Linked DNA regions of Macaca mulatta: region 1 is linked to region 2. The links are chromatin contacts, called in public Hi-C maps. All regions are on one chromosome and are shown on one strand. The core of a region is the stretch at or near the end of the contact, and the rest is flanking DNA. Distances in the headings are between cores, read along the strand shown. Region 1 holds the start of PLK2 (polo like kinase 2). Region 2 has its middle 310 kb from the start of ACTBL2.

Evidence for each region. A called contact is a pair of places that touch in the nucleus more often than the background predicts.
Region 1: a Hi-C map of liver shows a contact between it and region 2, with 15 times the contacts expected there. The contact joins the promoter of PLK2 here to the enhancer-like site in region 2. A contact is called at or near these places in 8 of 14 Hi-C or Micro-C datasets (CD4 T cells, blood, cortical neurons and 5 more).

Annotation. Positions count from the first base shown.
Region 1 is chr6:66,287,467-66,290,166 of T2T-MMU8v2.0, forward strand. PLK2 (polo like kinase 2) reads right to left here and starts at 1,257. Exons shown (of 14, transcript XM_015140018.3): 1 at 861-1,257; 2 at 150-257; 3 at 1-6. The coding sequence starts at 1,130.
Region 2 is chr6:65,629,949-65,632,648 of T2T-MMU8v2.0, forward strand. No RefSeq gene overlaps it. Among named protein-coding and RNA genes, the nearest start is that of ACTBL2, 310 kb to the left of the region's middle. Within about 2 kb of position 1,298, at least 6 of the 40 cell types and tissues checked have an H3K27ac peak or open chromatin away from gene starts, as enhancers often do.

The DNA of each region.
Region 1 (2,700 bases), core at 7-2,506, 660 kb after region 2:
GTCAATCTAAATGAAAAAGCAAGGCAAGGCTTATTAGCCTCCAGTCACCTCGGAAAAGCCAGTGATTACACATGCAGAAGACATTTTCCTAACAGGGAAGGGCCATCCCTGCACACAAAGAAAATACTTTACTCAAGAGTCATACACACCTTTTCCCTTTGATGAGGTTTAGCTACTCTGCTGTGAGGAATAATTTTTGCGGCGTAGACTTTGTTATTTGTCAAATCTGTCATCTCGTAACATTTTGCAAAGCCACCCTGAAAAGAAACAAAGCCGAGACGGAATTGAGTATGGCACAAAAATGGACGGCAGATATTTAAAATAAATAAATAAATGGGAAGAAAGAAAAGCAAAAAAAAAAAAAAATTGAGGAATGGAGAAGGGTGGTCAGAGGAAGGCATTCGACTTCGTTAAAGCTCCCCATGAAGAGAAACGCATTGCTGGAAACAGCAACTTCAAACAGTTTTTTTCCTATAATATAAAGGGGAGCTTTATGGAGGGAGTTGGAGCGGGGAGACATGAAAAATAATGTCTGATGAGACTTGTTAGGAAAATTCCCTCGGAGCAGATGGAGGGAGAGAGGTCTGATACAGAAAGCCCTCGCTTCCAGACTCAAGATGCATTTCTCTGGGCTGCGGGGTGGCACACAGTTGTGAGGCTAAGGCAGGCAAAGCCGATCCCCAGCGCTGCCGGTGCACAAAAGCCAGGCAGCAGGTGAGGAGCCCACCTCGCGCTGGGATCTGACCCCCGAAAAACCTGGAAGCGGCGGGCGCGGGACCCCGCGGGCCTGCCCGGCTTGGGGTCGCCCGGACAGACCTCCCGCCCGCCCGCCCGGCAGCCCGGCGCCCTCCGCTTGTCACCTTTCCCAGCACTTTGCCCCGGCAGTAGCGCTTCCCCGTCGTGGGGTCGACGATAATCCGCGAGATCTCGGGCCCCGAGTGCGAATGGTGGTGATGGTGGTGCGGGGCCGCCGGGGGCACCTGCGCCTGGGACTGAGGTGGCTGCGATTCCTCGGGGGGCTGCGGCGGCCGCTTCTTCTTCGAGTCCCCTCCGCAACCCTTGCCCAGCGCCTGCTCGCACATTTTGGTGCTGGCGGCTGGCTGGTAGGTGATAGTCCGCAAAAGCTCCATGATAGCCTTGCCGCCCCGCACTGCCCACTGCCACCCCCTAGGCGCGGTCACCCGTCCGAGTCGGCCGTGGCCCTCGCACCCCTGCCTCCGGTGCCAACGCGCACCTTACACCCCGGTCCACTTGTGCGAGTGAGAAGGCTCGGCGAAGTCTTATATACTGGGCGGCGGGAAGGGGGCGGAGACTCGATACGCGACACCGCGACACGGCCGACGCCCCGCCCCACGGCCTGCCGAGCGCGCTTGGCCGGGAAGCAGGTCCTGTCCCGCCACCTAGGTCTCGCTTCGGAGCGGAGCCGCGCGCCTCGAACGCCGGCCGCCGAGAACTCTCGCAGCCACGGGAAGGCCTTCAGGGCCGTCTGTGGGCCCTGCTGCCACGTTCTTCGAAGGCTCTGAGCCTCAGTTTAGAAAACAGAATCCCGAGGGCCGATGCCTGGCCCCACCCCCGCCCCAGCCGCCTGGTGTCAGGGCAGTGCCGTGACCGGAGCGAGTTGGGCGCGGGTGTAGACGCAGTCCCTCCCCCGCACAGCCCTTCCCCGCCGCCCCACGACCCGGCGCCTCTTGTGTCAAGGTATCAGGGTGCCCGGAGCCCGCCGCACGGGCACGCGAGGCCTCCTCCGGCCGTGTGACAAAGCCCCGCGCGTGACGCGCTCGCTGGTGTCTAGCTGGGGCAGTGCCAAGAGGCCGTGCGGGTGAAAGGCCGGAATTCGGGGAGCCGGGCATTCGAGCCCATCGCCGCATCGCGCTGGGGCAGACTCGGGCCCGCACGCTGGGATCCCGGGCCGATCGGCCAACAGTGCCAGCGCTGGCCCCCGCCCATCCCCCTAGAGCGAGCCTCTGTCTGAGGTCAGCCCCTGAACCTTGGAGAACGAGGTCGACGCCTCGGCAAGGCGTCCTCCGCCGGTAGCCCGATGATTGGAAAGCAAGGGCGCCATCTTGTGGAATGTTCCGGAAGTGCCGTTAGGTGTCAAGTGGGCAGCGGTTGACGACAGTGGGGCTTTGACAGTTACTGGTACTAAAAATCGATGCCGATTGTGAGTTTGCAGAGTCATCTATGACTTCTTCCGAATGCATCTGTTGAGATGGCTCATGAACTGCCCTGGTTCCTGGAGAGTCAATCCGAGACTTTCTGGGGGTAGGGGGATTGGTAGGATGAAGAGAGCGTAGGCCAGTGAGTGCAAACACGGCTTAGTTTCCAATTTCCAGATTTTACTGTGCAGTTTGACCTAGGAACACGTTTTTTTTGTTTGTTTTGTTTTCTTGTTCTAATTACGATAGCGTAACATTTGAGGACTGTGCAGTATTTTGAAATGCCTTATTTAATCCTACAACAATTCTGAGTGAGTAATATTGTAAGGAAGGAAAAATAATTTTCTACCTTTCAAAGTTTTGGCCTGGGTGCCTGTAACCAGACAGATTAACAAGAAAACAAAGAAGTTTGTTAACATGTATGTGTCATATATACATGGGAGATAACCAGGAAAATGAGAGATGGTTTAAAATCGGGCTTAAATACTATCTTTAGCTAAACCAAAAGAAAAGATTGTGGAGCAGGCAAGTTAAGGAACCATGA
Region 2 (2,700 bases), core at 48-2,547:
GAGGGGTTCCAGAATAATTATTTGAATCCTTTTTCTGATATTCTCAAATACTTGTGTTGAAAATTGGGCAGGACACTGAGGGGTGGGCAATAGGCAAAAGATGGCTAAAGACATGCACTTCAGCGAACCTCTGACGTTTCAGATTCAGTTGGGAATCTACTGTTTCAGATTCAGTTGGGAATCTGTCAAAAAGCGGGCTACATCTTGGGGGGAAAAATCCATCTTTTAAAAGATTTCCATCAACAACAAACTTCTCTCATTTACAGGAAAATGGATCATTTGACACCTTGGAGATTTTACCTGGAGGAAGAGAATTTCTTGAAGCCTCTTGTGACTGTGAGAGCCAAAAGCTATTTTGCAGCTGTAATATTGACAATGCATTCACATTTTCCCCAGAGCAATGGATTCTTTAACCTTAATATTGAGTCTGTAATGAGATTCTGTCCTCTAGAGGTCACCAGTGCACCAGATTTGAAGGCCATGGAGGCTTCTACAACGCTCAGGAAGAGCTAGGTGTCCTGTTCATATATGAATGAAAGAGAAAATAAGGCAAGTAAATTATCTTAATGGTTACTTTCCAGTTAGTCTCTGAAGAAGTAGAAAATCTGGTTTTCAATAAGGCATTTTAAATGGATTTATCTTGGTTTGTCTTGGCATTTCTCTGCATTGATTTAGCTGGAGGAAACTCTTACAACGGTTAAATACTTCTTAACAGATAGCTTACTTTTGATAGTGAGAGAAGAAACTTTTCCAAATAGGAGAAAAACTGATGTAGAAATAGGCTATTTTAGCCTCCATTAAATGAGTGTTACTTTCACTGGTGCTCTGGCCAAGGCAGAAGGTCTCTCTGTGCCTCCTCAGCACACTGTCTTCAAAGGGCATGGGGACACTGAGGCAGGGAAACATGGCCCTTTAATTCACTGTTATATAATTTTTGAGTTGCTTCATGAGGAGAGATGCCATCCAAAGTACTCATTTTTTCTACAGACAAATTAGAAACTGTACATAAAGGGATCACTTTGATAGTCAAAACATGCCTTTCCCTTGGGAGAACAATCAGTCAAGAGCCAAGAAAGTGGTGGTCTCCTTTTGGGACTAATGGGAGCTAAAGGAAAGTCTTACTTGGACTTCGCCTTTTTGGTTATCCCAATGCATTAATCTTGTGTGAAGCTAGTTGTCTCCCTTAAAGAGAACAAGCCAGGAGAACGGCACTCCATGTTGGCAGCTGGACTGAAGGAGGGGAGTCAACACTGCGCGGCCCAGGGTTTGGGAGGTGCTGTGGCCTAGCCTGGTGCCATGGACTGCACTGTGCAAGGCGTGACCTGAGAGTCACCATCAGCAGTTCCCAGCATTGTTCCTGCTCCTCTGGTTGCTCTCCAAGGAGACGAATTCCTACACCACGACTTTCCCAGGGTCCAGACACTTGCCAGCAACTGATCCATCAGGAAATCGCCTCTCCCTTCTTCCTCCCCCTATTCCTTCCTGAGCATTCCCCAGTCCAGGGTGTGGTCAGCCCTCAGAAGATCTGCTGGGATTGATTGACAAGAAAACAAAAGCTTCCTCTAGATAAGAAAGATCATAGTGCTATAGGAAATCGATTTACTTCTGGGTAGCACTTGTCCACCCTCTCACTCTCTCTAATACTTTTAACTGCTGACTGTGTAGTTTCTTATCATTTCTTCAGGATATGTGAGGCAGTCAATCTTCAATCAATGAGCATTATTTGGGGAACTCTTTTTACGGCCAGTTCACAAGGAAGTAAAACACTTTGTCCTAGAGAGTTAGTGTTGGTCTTTCTCAGGGTAATTAGACATTTTCTTTAGCACTAAGAAAGAACAGAGGCAAATTTTTATTTCTGAGCTGTTTCCTTTAGCTGAGAGCCCCCTCTAAAAGCTGCTGGTACTACAGAGATGTGAGAGTTCAGCAAAGGATGCCACTCATCATCTATTCTGGAGAATACTGTAACGTGGATAATATGCTAGGTGGGTGGCAGAGTGTTGTGCAATGTGCTTAGCTAGGTTGAGAATCGTGTCCCTGACTTCTTGTCAATGTAGGGCTGACAGAAAGCTTTCTGGGGACTTAGCCGTTTGATCTTGGTTACCAGTTGTGTGACTGTAAGCAAGGCTCTCTTATGTCTCATTTCTCTTATTTGTAAAGTAAAAGGGTTGGACATCATTTTCTCTAAGGTCCATTTTGAAGTCAGAACCCACTCTGAGAAGTTAAGGCTGCTCAGTCAGGGCAGTTGCATCTTAGCAAGTATACTGGCCTCTTAAGACTCCCGTACAGCGTACCAAAACCCGAATGGCTTCAAACAACAGATAATTCATTTTCTTACAGTTCTAGAGGCTGGAAGTCTGAAATCAAGGTGCAAGCAGGGCAAAGGTCTCTCTGATAGCTCTAGGGAGAATCCTTCCTGGCTTCTGCTGCCTCTTGGTGTTTGCCGCAATCCTGACATCCCCTGGCCTGCAGATGCATCACTCCAGTCCTATTACCATCTTCTCCCTTTGTGTCTTCACACGGTCTTCCCTCTGTGCATGTCTGTCTCTGTGTGAAAATTTCTACTTTCTATAAAAACACAGTCACCTTGGATAGGACCTACCATAATGACCTCATTTTAACATGATTACTTCTGTAAAGACCCTATTACCAAATAAGGGTCACATCTTGAGGTACTGGGAAGTAAGACTTCAGTGTATCTTT